Linked DNA regions of Zea mays: region 2 is linked to region 1. The links are chromatin contacts, called in public Hi-C maps. All regions are on one chromosome and are shown on one strand. The core of a region is the stretch at or near the end of the contact, and the rest is flanking DNA. Distances in the headings are between cores, read along the strand shown. Region 1 holds the start of LOC542199 (naked endosperm1). Region 2 holds the start of LOC103646073.

The links. A called contact is a pair of places that touch in the nucleus more often than the background predicts.
Region 2: a contact with region 1 is called in a Hi-C map of ear, with 2.2 times the contacts expected there. The contact joins the promoter of LOC103646073 here to the promoter of LOC542199 in region 1. A contact is called at or near these places in 6 of 25 Hi-C or Micro-C datasets (bundle sheath, ear, endosperm and 2 more).

What each region holds. Positions count from the first base shown.
Region 1 is chr2:18,522,571-18,529,499 of Zm-B73-REFERENCE-NAM-5.0, reverse strand. LOC542199 (naked endosperm1) reads left to right here and starts at 2,739. Exons shown (of 4, transcript NM_001351719.1): 1 at 2,739-3,053; 2 at 3,594-3,917; 3 at 5,406-5,805. The coding sequence starts at 3,725.
Region 2 is chr2:18,754,695-18,761,623 of Zm-B73-REFERENCE-NAM-5.0, reverse strand. It overlaps LOC103646073, which reads right to left and starts at 4,260. Exons shown (of 24, transcript NM_001350874.1): 1 at 4,008-4,260; 2 at 65-198. The coding sequence starts at 4,046.

The DNA of each region.
Region 1 (6,929 bases), core at 1,490-3,989:
TAGTTCACATGTGCAACATATATATATATATATATATATATATATGTACCATAGACTCATGTGTACCGGATATATTCTCAAATAAAAATACTAGTATATATTATATATGACCATGTGTCGATAACCTAAGACGGCTACGTGCAGGATGCTCACTATGTTGGCATACGTCGTCGCTACCGGCGAAACTTTTTCAAAGAGTGTTGAAGAGGCCATGACGAAACTATAGCTAGACCCGAGAGACGTGCGCACCAACAACGACAAGCGCCGAGCTTACGTCCGCTTTCTCTCGGACGTTTTCCAGCAGTAGCAGTGTCACGGCTGCACTGCATGCATGCCTCGCGAACGGTTGGACTCGATGGCTTTCTTTGGACATTTTCGAAGAGGCTTTCTCCATGTTCTACTGGAAACTGTTGCCTAGCCTGTACATTGATTGTCCCAGCTCTTACACGTACGTCATGGCTGTCTGCCGTTTAAATTTGCCAGTCTTTCCAACTAACTAATTATATATACATATGAGAGAGAGAGAGAGAGAGAGAGAGAGAGAGAGAGAGAGAGAGAGAGAGAGAGAGAGAGATGGGTAGTTGATGAGTTTGGGTAAGGGAAAATTATTTTCCAGGCTGAAAATTTAACATCCTAACCAGTTTCGTTGTTTAGTTTACTTTGCCTGTTGCTGTTAGCAATAGCCGCTTATATAAGATCGAATGACCTACTTGATCGTAAAATAAAAATTAAAAAGTCGACAAAAATTCATGGAAGGATGCATGGAAGTGTACATGCAAAATGCACTACTATGGAATGCGCGTGGTTGGCCGTTGTCATGCATCATGAATGCATGTCGAATGCATCAAATTGAAGTAGCATAATACAACTTCCAACTCTCAGCTAATTTATCGATCAATGTATAAGATACAACAAGGGCACTCATTTTACTTATTAGGACTTGTTCGGTTCTACCCAATCCATATGGATTGAGGAGGGGATTGAGGGGGTTTCAGTAAGTCAAAATTCTCTCCAATCCGTATCAATCCCCTCCAATACATATGAAGTGAAAATAACAGAATAAGACCTTAGGGGGATGTAATGTGCTGATCGATCCTACATCTCGTCTTGCGGCTTGTATGTGATATCTTAGTCCATGAGATGGTGATATTCTGGCTCAAGGTTTAATAGAATTAATAGAGTACTCATATCAACAAGATGCATCTTCGGAAGCCTGTCTCGAAAGAACCTTCAAGTTAAGCGTGCTTAGCTTTTAACAATTTGGGATGGATAACCGACTGGTAAGTTTTCTCGGGTACACATGAGTGAGGACAAAGTGTGCACAAAAGACTCGTGTTGGTCTATGGAGACAATATACGATTCTAGCGAGCTGTCAGAAGTAAGTACCACCGGTTCATAGATTGGACAGGGTGTTACATTATATCCATGTATTTTTGGATGGTCATATCTGAACACACACGGGTTCCAGTATCTTTTGGTAGCACCTAGCCCAAGCAACAGCTAACAGGGGGCATCCTATGTACACGAGATGATAGTGCTTGAGTGTGTCAACAGTGATAGCGTCATATTATTTGTTTTCCTACACGCCGATGTGGTTTTATTTGTCAAAAAATTAAAATAGCAGTGGAAAAAGTAATTAGCTGGATCACCAACAGATAATTAATAGTGTGCACCGCTAGCAATCAATATTTCAAAAGAAATTTTGCCACTCTATTTATGGCACTTGTGCAACTAGATATCTTTATATCTTACACATAATTCACAAATACAAAGAAGCTCTATATTGATGGTTTGTAAGCCATTTGTATTGTCGTTTTTAGAACCGCCAAGGGTTAGTAGAAATGTTTCTTTTCACATGTGGTTAATTAATTGAGAACCACCTGTACAAATCTTTTTTTACTGTGGAAAGATGTTTCCATTTGGGGCCAGCCATTTTATTTTTACTGGTGTTCGATAACCAAAACTGTCAGTAGAAATTAGACCTCACCTCAATCTTAGAGTTGTTTTGTACCATTGATTGTTAATAGGGTATACAATATAAAATAGGAAATTAGCATAAATAAATTTATTTATGAATAGAACTTAGACAAGAATATTCCACTCGCTATACGTGATTTGGTTGGATCAACAGTACTGTAGGTAGATACTAATCATAGCCACATATGCAAACGAACTTTATAAGTGTATTTGAAACGGACAGCTATAGGTTGTTAGAACATATTTTGTACTATATAGAGTATAAGGTGAGATTTACGCTACACTAACTAGCTCTTGCTTGTCAGCAGTCTCACGTATAAACCATGATAAATAATAACGTCTCAAAATGGTCATGACGTGCATCATACATACACGTACATACATACAAAATATGTACGTGTGTGAACAAATGCTAACAAAAAGATATGATGAATCTAACAGAAATTAGGTGGTATCTCTTTGGTATATCAGTAAGGGTATACGAAAACACGAGCACACACACTTGAGTATATGCTTGCAACCCATAAACGTCTAAAAAAACAAAACAACCCCTGTGAAAATGCACGCTTGCAGCCCATAAACATCTAAAAAGCCAAAACAACTCCGGGGAAAAGCTTTTGCGGGTGTGTGCGCATGTGTGATGGCGGGAGGTAAGCCGGCCAGCCCCACGCAGTCGGTGGACCCAATCCTCAGACGCTTCACGACACCGCTTTGCCTGCTGCGTGAGCTTGTGCTTGCCCCCTGCTCCCATCCGTTGTACCCTTTCTCTCTCCTCCTCTCTGTCTCTTGCTCCGAGCTGTATATAAAAATACTCCCTCTCCTGTATATTTCCCGTGTGCATAGGCGCAGGGGGGAAAATTCCAGAAATTGATTTATAGTGGGGCATATTAGATGTGGGAGAGGAAAGCAGCAGGAGAGAAGAGAGAGAAGGAAAAGTATGACAAGGAAATGAGAGAAATGGGAGAACAGCCTTCTTAGCCTCTCCCTCCATGCATCCTCTCTCCACCACTGCTATCTCTCAGTAGCAAGAGCAAAGCAAGAGGAGAGCGAGCTAGCGGTACCAGGGAGAGAGTGAGGTATAGAGAAGAAACAAACCCAGTCTAATATTTTTTTCCTGCTAAATATATTTGTCTCTCTGTATGTTTGTGTCATATATGAGTCTGCGGGTGTGGGTGTTTGCGAGCTTTTGTTGTTTTGCTTTTTTACTTGTTTTGAGTGCAACTGTTTGTTTGGATTTCCCTGTTCTCTTTGTTCTTTTGTTAATCTCGGAAGAGTCCTAAGCGGCCGATGCCTTAGCTTGGAGTTTTTCTCGGCTCCTTGTGGATTTGTTTCTTGTTTCAGATCAGTTCCAAGCACATACATATGAGAAGGTACAGCCATCACTCCCCTCAGGAATTTCGGGGCCTCTCCTCTTCCGGTCTTTATCTCCTTGGTTCTGTCGGGCTCTTCCTCGATTTGTCTCCGGATCGGAGGAACGGCAAAAATCTTTCTCGTCTCGCCCCCATGGTCGCCGCTCGCATGCTGTGTGTGTCATGTGCTGCCTGGAGATACTCGCGCTCTTTTTGCCGTTGTTGATTGCCATGCCTGTCTCACTTGGTAAGTCTTGCTTGTTCCAGCGAAGAAGGGGAAGGACGAAGAACACTGCCGACCCTATTCCTAGCAACGGGCCAAAGCGACCAGCTGCAGGAAGGAGAAGCAGTGTTGGCGCGTTCGAGCTGGTGGTGCCAGGATAAATCGGGAGGAAGTGATGGCATCGAATTCATCGGCGGCGTTCTTTGGTGTTAGGGATGGGGACCAGCAAGACCAGATTAAGCCGCTGATATCACCGCAGCAACAGCTGGCAGCGGCGCTGCCCGGTGTGGCAGGCGGTGTTCCTGCGGCGTCCGGCCAAGGCGCGCCGCCGGCGCAGCCACCGCCCAAGAAGAAGAGGACTATGCCTGGTAATTTATTACGCAACGCAAGTACCCCCCTCCCCTCCCCCTTTTGATTCCGGTCGTGCATGCACACTGCATACAGGTCAGGCCTATGCTGCCTGCGCGCGAGAGATCTCGCTCGTCTGGATCTATTGGAGTTTTATGAGTTGGATGCTGACACCAGGAGCATCTTCTTCTCTCATATGCACTCGGTTTCTCTTTCCATGTCTTCTTGGTTTCTTCACTTCTTGTCTGTGTGTGTTTCTCTTGATTCGTGATCGCTGCTCTCTACACTGCGTAATTAATATAGTTCCGAGAGTTGTTGCCTGGTTTTTCAACGCAGATCGATGTGTGCAAACTACAGCCTGTTTTTTTCACTGGGAACTGGATTTTATGAAAATAGTACCCAAGTTCCTCTTGGTTCTCTCTCTTCCCTCCCTCCCTAGTTCGAGGTGGATCCCCTCCCTACCTTCGCTGCAAAGCAAGTAGACTTGACGAGACGAGAGCCTCCAGTTTGCATCTTTCAATCAATATACTTCATTTAAAGCTCTGTCCTCACAGTCACACCTGAGAGTGAGAATTAATTCAGGTGAATATGGAAGGTTGGAGTAGAGACTTCATTCAATTCATGGCGCTACTACTAGTTTTCACCCCCTGGCCTCTTCTTTCTGAGCAATGCTCACGTTTTTGTTTCAACCGGTTGAAGAATTCGAACTATCCTATCAACTTTTGTTTATTTGGTTAATAAAAATAACAAAGTTTGTATTTTTTTCAAGAAGAAAACAAAATCTGTTCACCTCCCAAGATTCCATGTGCATGCATGAGCTGTTACTCAGTTCTTCCTTCCCCAGCTATGAGAGAAGTAAATAGGAGCCATGACACAATCCATGTCGATCGATTCCTTTGTTCTCTATATCTCTTCCTGCAAACTCCTCCGTCCCCCCAAAAAAAAACAATCTCTTGCAAAATATTCCCCTCTCTCTCCATCTCTCGTAGCTTGTCTCTACTACCGCTCACACCCACCGAGAGAAAGCTGAAACAAAAACAAATATCTTGCCCAGATTACTATACCGCCATCACTACTAGCTCCCACCATCGTTTCTTAATCATGTATGCAGGACTAACTTATAAGAAAAATACTAGTATTAATTACTCCCACATAGAACAATAATTCCCTCGAAATAATTAATAAAACGCATCAGTCATCAATATACAAAAACCATGTGCTATTGTCGTCCATCCTAATCCACGACAAGTGCTGACTGACGATCATCTATATCCTCATTAGTGACCCATGCATGCTTTTACTGTTTATTCACTGAAATCAAAGTTAGTTTTAATTTCCCTGCTGTCCATCATATCATGCATGCGTCAGTTCGACCGATCATGTATAGCATTTCTTCTTCCTCTTCTTTTGCAAATAATAAAAGCTATATATACTAGGGTTATATACTATTAGCTAACCAGCAGACTTTGTGTTTTGATTTCATATCGACCGGTGCGATGACGAAGCAGACCCCGACGCTGAGGTGATCGCGCTGTCGCCCAAGACGCTTATGGCGACCAACAGGTTCGTGTGCGAGGTGTGCAACAAGGGGTTCCAGCGCGAGCAGAACCTGCAGCTGCACCGGCGCGGGCACAACCTGCCGTGGAAGCTGAAGCAGAAGAACCCGCTACAGGCGCAGCGGCGGCGCGTGTACCTGTGCCCGGAGCCGACGTGCGTGCACCACGACCCGGCCCGCGCCCTCGGCGACCTGACGGGGATCAAGAAGCACTTCTGCCGCAAGCACGGCGAGAAGAAGTGGAAGTGCGACAAGTGCTCCAAGCGCTACGCCGTGCAGTCGGACTGGAAGGCGCACTCCAAGATCTGCGGCACCCGTGAGTACCGATGCGACTGCGGCACACTCTTCTCCAGGTAAGCCTATCTACCTAGCTACGTCTCGCTCGCTCGTTCGTTCGTGTGTACTGTATATATCAGCTGTACGTGCACAGATGGCAAGGCGTGGCTGCATTTCTATGTATGTGTACATATCGAGTATGTTCATGATTGCTGCATCATGATATGCATGGCAAGTGTAGGCATGGCATCGTCATGGGGTTTTGCACTGCATGAGCCTGTTGCAGCTGTCCGCTTATGGCTACCTCTTGGATTCGGTGAGCGAGTAAAGTATTAGGAACGTTCCATGGTGATCGGCTGGCCTTCTTTAGGGTTAGGGTTTTGTTTGGGCTTGCGGGCGGCGACATGGCGCATGTAGGTATAGTTTTGGTGCTCAGCTCAGCTGGCCTGCCTGACGCGATGACGATGAGCTAGAAACACTAACGAAGATAGATAGATATAGCTCCGCGCCGTGGGAGAGGAGAGAGAGAGAGAGAGAGAGATAGCTAGCCAGGGCGCCGGTCGTGTGCTAGCTGGGTGGACTGCTTGCACGTGAAATGCAGAAATGGCTTCTTTTTTTAGCCTTTTGGCCTTGGTGATGATGCTTCCCTTTCCTGATTTCCCTCCCTTGGGAACCATGCATGAACCAGCAAACTCTCTCCTTCTGTCTCGCCAAACACTCGTCACAGTCACTAGTATTTATCTATCTTTTTCTTTTTTTTTCCCTGAACCGGCCGAATGAACTGATTCGTCAGTGTTACCCATCATATTCACACACATATATGCATGCGTCTATGTTGTTACTGACCCTGTAGGCCCACATTTTTACTGGTCCATCCTGTCAGGAACAGTCAAGCTGTAAGGAGTGGTCTCGCTCAGTCGTACGTCCCTCTACCTCTCTCTACTGAATCACTTGGCTGCCATGTAAGCCTAGCTTGTTCTCATGTGAGTCGGCCGCTGTCTAGATGTGGCAGGGGCCATTCGCGCGTTGGACGTGCCAGTGAGCCAGGCGCGCGCGCCCAGGCCGAGACAGGCCAGGTCCACCCCTTTTCATGGATACGTTGCCATGGCCTGGCCCTGGCCCCACACAGTAAGCCCTAGTCACGCATGCATCACCTAGTAGTAGCTAGGTGTAACTTTGAGGCACTGTTCACGTTTGTTGG
Region 2 (6,929 bases), core at 3,011-5,510, 230 kb before region 1:
GATGTCGGAGAAAGGGGAAGTAAGCCAGAAGCGGAAGGTAGCGAGGCGGCGACCGTGTTGTTACCTGGTGGCGACGGCGAGCACGTGGAGAACGGGGTCGTAGGCAAGGAGGGCGGCGTCCGCAGGGACGCCGTAGTGGAAGGCTAGCCGCGGGCTGACGTTCTCGGGGCGAAGGGAGCTGATGCTGCCGATATGTTGCTGCCCAGAAGTGATCTTTTAATTTTTTTTTAAAAAAAAAAAGAAGAAGAAGACAGCAGCACCTGCTTCCACTTGTCTTGTTCTTGTGCTACTCTATTTCAAAATTTACTTGTTTATTTATTATATTACTAATGTATTAACATCTACAGGTTTAAACAAATGTTTTATGGAAACAAATCCCGGTAGACTATAATAAAAGTAATCTAACATCGTAATTGTTAATGTATTTTCAAATAAGCTTAATCAATTGCTGGCAACATATCTAGTATAAAAAGAGGTTTTCTCGATAAAACAAATTAATGTTTGGTTTGACTTTTGCCCTCTAGCCAAAATCTAAACCAAAGAACTGGATCTAGAAAGCAATTTTTTTCTAAAAGTCGAATTTCTTGCAGTGTAAAACTGAAACCACCTCTGAATCTGTTTTTAGCGGCTTTTGGATGGAACCGTAAAAATAGATGTGAAATATTTTTAAGTTTTTTAGTTGTTTTCACTATACAGTTTTAGCTTTTTAGCGGTTCATAGTCCACAACAGTTTTTTTTCACATCTTACAGCCCACGGTAGCTTTTTTATAGCCACAGCCTAACCAAACAGACCCTAAGACTATCTTAGGCAGACTTCTTATCTCACTCTTTATTTCAAACTCCAATTTGCACAATGCAATTTATAGTGTAAACCAATATTTTACATGACCCTTTACACGATCTGTTGGAGGTGGCCTAAGAACGAAGGTGAGACTATAATAAAAACTAATTTGACATTGTAGTTGTTAATGCATTTTATATAAGTTTAATTAATTGTTAGCAACATATCTAAGTGTCAAAGGGGGTTCATCTTGTATTCAGTAAATCTCTACTACTTATTAAGACTGAAAGGGTATTCCTACATCCATGTCAAGAAAAACATCTACTACATCTCTCCTCAAGCCACCTGCTACCCTTGCACAGTGCACAGTAGTAGATAAGTATCACTTAGATTCTTGAATTATATTTTTAGATGGAGAGAGTAGTATTTAAATAAGAGTCTTGCATGTAATTTCTTTTGTTTGAATAATGTTTTCAACTTAAATTCTTTTTTTGCATGCATGTCGTTTATTCTCTATAATATTTTTCCATATATCTAACTTGTGTGTCATTTTCACAACCAACGCCAAGGATGAATCCATGTTTCATACTTGGAAACCCCGAACAAACACCAGTAGCAAGAGTCGCTCGCGTTGGCGTCGCTCATCGACGACGAGAAGAAGCTTGTCGACTGGCAGTTCAACCTCTAAAAGCAATCCTACATGGCCACATGTGCCACCGTGGACGACAAACTCCGGCGCAGCCGTCGCTTGGACGCGGTCCAGAGCGGTTGCATCTGGCTGTCCATCGTCAAGCAGGGGACCTCATGGTCGTCGCCAACGTCGACGACTCTCGGGTTGATCTGGGCACCGCATCCGACAACGGCGCCATCACGCCGTCAAGCTCATCATCCACCTGAAGCCCAACATGTCATGTAAGTTGCTATTGACTGGTCATGAATTTTTGTGCGCTGGGACGACGGTCGTTGCTGACGCTGTGTGAGTGTTCTCGAACATGAGGTATGCAGAGGAGTAGCGCATCCGGTGGTGCAACGATCAGGCGTACTACCTCGCTGATGAGCCCGAGGTGCATTTCGTCTGGCAGCCCAGCCAAGTGTCGTCGGGACTCACCATGTCGTGCGCGTTCGACAACTGCTATATCAAGGACTATGGCGTCATCTCGGCACCGAGGTGACACAGAGGAGGACCGACAACAATGACTAGTCCGTCATACTCGCCACCGTCGGAGGTAGGTTTTGTGTCGACCTACCTTTAATTCTCTTCGCAGACACACATTTGCCTTTTTTGTTTAAGCAAGCGCATATGGTAGTGCGTGCCTGACGACTGGCGATGTACGAGGGAACTTCTTCTGGCAGGTGTGGGATATGCTCTCCAACAACGAGATAATGCAAATCGTGACATATATTAAAGTCTGCATGTTACTGATGGTTGCAATGTAATGGTGAAATAACTAGATTAAAATAACAAAATTTATGTATAGTCAGGATCATAAATAAATTATATTTTTTCTCATAACAGTATAGTACATATTTTACATATAAGTTGTTGTGATATTATATATTCTCATTGAAAGGCACGGTTATTCATCTAGCAAAATTTGACGTTAGCACGTTAGTATTTTAATCCCTCTTACAATTGATGTGTTGTGTCAATTGTTAAGACCTTGTTCGGTTAATCCCGTTACCTATGGATTGGATGGGATTGGAAAAAATTAAGAAAGGGTTTGATTTAGTTGGGATTTAAACTCATCCAATCCCACTTAATCTATGTGGATTGGCAGCTAATCGAACAAGCCCTAAATAAATTTGACTCCGAATAAAAAACGAACGGTAGTGCTAAACGATCGAGTGTCCCTAGAGTGATTTTTTGTGCAATGATTAGCAAAAGGCCCTGGGAGACCACGAGAAAGGTTACGTGGCACAACCCGCGGGTCTCGTGGACCAGTTGCTCACCGGCCTTGCAGTCCCGCACATGGCCGGTCACGTCAACCTAGCACGCACCTCCACGCATCAGTATTTTTGAGGCATTCTGAGCTCGCCAGATGTTCCGGATCGAGCCAACTCTGAAAACCGCGTCACCAACAGTCTACCTAAACGCACTCGATAAGACTATCTTTGCCACCCGACTATATCTTACTTTGTATTTTACACTTTACTGTGTAATATTTTGGCCTGGAGATGGCCTAATAAACATATTTCTCTGAGTAAATATAATTATAACTGCATTTTAACAACAGTCATCATCTCCGATTCCCCATCCCTGGAACGTGCTAGGTAATAAAACAGTTGGTATCGTTTGAGCATTTCAGGCCAGAGCCCAAAAAAAAAGCGAGGAGGCTAAACTAATCCCAATCCTCAAATGCGATGCGACTCGATGCAAAGCCGGCGTTTGATACGTTGAACCCAGCATTGCCGCATTGGAATAAACAGATCTTGTTGATATCGAAGAACCGGCCAGACATTTTAAATCTAGGATGCCATGTCGTATATATATCAACAGCCAATCCACGTACTGCTGCTGCTACTGCTATCTGACCTCGTCAATGCAAACTCTCTTATCCATCTCGACCGCTCTATCTATCTATTCCTTTCCTGTCACAGACCAGCTCCCTCCAGCCTCGCTTTTCACTTTCACCACACGTAACGTAGGGATGGTTTCTGCCTGCCTGGGAATAAACTAGTAATATGCTACTGGCTCGACATTTATGGGATCACATGGCTCTACGCGTGCCGTATTGATTTCCTGGGTGTCCTACGTACATTTTTGAAAACGATTGGAATTCGAACAGGGCTTCGATTAAAACCAATGTCTCTGTCAGAGTGTAGCGAGCCATACGGCACGGCGTCTGCGAGCGAGGACGTTCTTTTTTCTAGTTTCCAAAGGAAAAACAACGATTAAAAACGGGAAACGGGATAGTGACATTTTTTGGAGTGACGGATTTTCCGACCGAAGAATCGAGAAGGATGTGCAGATTCAACCAGCGCGGTGCAGGAGGTGGAAGAACCAAGGAACGATTCCTGTCCTGAGAGCCGGAGAGCCCGCATGGAAGTTGGATTCGCCCGCAGCCCCAAATTTCATCAGCGTATTCTACATCTAATCTGTAGTGTCTATCTATCTAATGCGTTACTCCATGGTATGTATCGCAGACCACACTGCTTCAGCCAAGAGACGGCAGGCAGAAAAACAAGAGACGACAACTGGGAGAGCGCAGGTGTGACCCGTACGTACCTTCTTGGAGGCCCTCTCCACGAGCTTCTTGACGAACATGGTGGCCGGTTGTCGATTCACGGCGCGGCGCGGCGCGCTGGAGGACCACGCGAGAGAAAAGCCCCCGCAACCGGATCAACTCGGGCCGAGATCGGCTACCCCGCCTTCCCTTCACGGGAGGAAGAAGAAGCAGGCAGCGCCCCCTCCAAGTTGCCGACGTACTGTTCAGGAGCGGGATCGAAACGAAACCGACCAAGACAACGCAAGGCAGGGCAGAGAGAGAGATGGCGTGGCGTCGAGGATGGCAGGGGAGGATGGGGGAGGGGATGAGTTGGCGTTCGGAGGGCAGTTAAGGATCAGGTTTTGGTGGCTTCCTGGCCCTTTTCTGCTCTGCGCTGCGTTGTGTTCACTGGACTGGCTACTGCGCTGGCATGGCAAGTTTGGTCTCTGGAGAATGAAAGAAAGGGAAGAAGAGCGGGCGGGCGCAGGGGGTTTAGGGCCCCTTGGCAGGGCTCTAGCTTCTCCAAAAACGGCTTTGGCTCTGCCTCACGAGGTGAAGCCACTTCTTTAGATGAGCCAAAACCATTCTAAAAAATTATTTGGCAAAACGGCTTATAGGTTGTTTTTCAGAAAGACTCTTGTATAGTTTATCTCTCCTGTACGTGGCTAAGGATTGAGGGCAGGACCAAAAAATAATAATTTGGACTGGTGGGAGGGCTATTGTGCAAAAATGACGTGAGCTGAAGCCGGGTGAGCCACTTTTTTTGGCTCATGCCCTCTAGTTCATTTTGGAAAAGCACTTCACTGGTGAAGCCATTTGAAAAAGAGATGTTTGGCACAACTTTTGCATGAGCTAGAGCCGAAACTGAAAAATAAGCCCTACTAAAGGGGCCCTTAAAAGGAAGATCACTGGGGCAGGCAGACTAGAGTCCACCGGCCACCGGCCCACCGCAACCGACAAAATAACTAGCCTCCGGTGCTCCAACGTGGGAGCCATCGACCCGACGCAATCGGGTGCCGGCACTTGGCGTCGCATCTGTCGCAGGCAGACAGAAAAAAAAAAGTGGATTATACGATGTCCATGTCAGCTCGCGCAGAGGGTAACGTGCCACCGAAGCAAATCTGCGACGTTTTCGCAGGCGTCTTCAGTGGTTGCTGGTTTTGGACGAGCGCCCGATGCAGCATTGTTTCAAGACCCATTAGGTGCTGTACATATCTACCGGCGCCAAATTTGTCAGGCACCAACTGCGGGCGCCAAGCGGATGCATGCCATGCGTCGGCAGTTTAGAAGCCGTGGGAGTGAATGGGGGACCAGAGGAATCGGATGTAAGGCTATCCGCAACCGTTCCCTCTAAATTTTTCCCCCTATATCACTTTTTTGGGTCATATCATCAACATTTCACCCCCTATTTTTTCATCTCCCGCAGCGGTTCCCCCTAAATACTCCCCCTATATCCTACTACACTATAAAATATCATTTTTTTATACATACTTTTCATCTACTATAAATTTTTTATCTACTAACAATTGAAAATGGGCCCACGTGAACAGTGTTTAGAGGGAGAGAGAGGCACACACCAGAACGAGGGGGAGAGAGAGTCTTACCTCTGCGTAGAGTGCTCGCTAGGGAGAGCCGCTGCAGCACTAGCGGCTGCCCTGTAGCCGCCGTGCAGCTACAGGCGAAGGGGAGAGGGCGTCCCGCGGCATCCGTTGCGGACAGCCTAGGGCTTTCCATGACAACGATCGTGTCTCACTCTCTCTGGTGTCACTCACTCACTCTACTTCATAGTGGACGTAACGTAGGGCACGGTGCTGCCGTCCGGGAAGGACGAGGTGGAGGACCTGCTCGAGATGGTCCACCGACGCATTCCTTTTATTTTTGCTCGGAATGACATGTTACTAGATTATTAGTTGGTATTCAGGGTTATCTTCTTTAAATATTGAGGATGAGAAAGTTAGTACTTATTGAGGCTCATATTCAGGAGGAATCATTGTGATTCAGCAACTCTTCTGTCACATATCCTATATCACCTTCTATTTCAAACTTCGTATTGTAAATAGAACCGTCTATAATACAAAAACAGTGTTTTGCACTATCATATACGCAATATACTAGATATGGCCTTTGTATCGGAGGCATGTCACAAGTTAGAGAATATATAGCTATTCGTTTCTTCACATCTACCGGATGATTCTTTTTAATTTTAGAAATTGAGTTATGAGACGGTTTTATTTTACAAACTCGTTTAGTCATTACGGCGTCTTACTTTGTACTCCCTCCGTTAATAAATATATGACACCGTTGACTTTTTTTTTTAAAAAAAAAGCTTTGATCCCTCGTCTTATTCAAAAAAATAATGAGTCATCATTTTTTGATTTGTTTTATTCCTTAAGGTAGTTTATGCTTGACTTGAAATTTTACATTTTTGAATAAATGTTTTGAATAAGACGAGTGGTCGAAATTTTCGAAAAAAACAACGAGGACATAAATCTGTGAACGGAGGTAGTAATAAGGTGGCCTCGTTCTTCTTGTACGTAGATAACGAGCCCAGGTATTTCTTCCATTGTTTAAAAGTTAGCGCTAACTGAATGATTCAAGAACAAGGCATTTCTCTGAATAATACACGTTACTAATGATCCTACACAGCTAACTGTATTCAGAGAGCTAACTAATGATCTTACTCTGAAGGATAACGGAACTAATGGTTTTGCTCTGAAGAAAGGATCTGTATCCAAGTTTAACTGGTATGATATGTGCTTACTGATAATGCCCTAAATGATGGTTATTGGATTATTAGTTAGTGTTCCTCCTCCAACACTAGTCATGAAGCGCTTGCTGATATAGGTGTGATTTACGCTTTATTGTTAAGTTAACTCTACGTAATTTCAACATTTTTGCGTCCTCATTAAGTCTTGGGCAGATTATGGCTTAATGAAAAAATG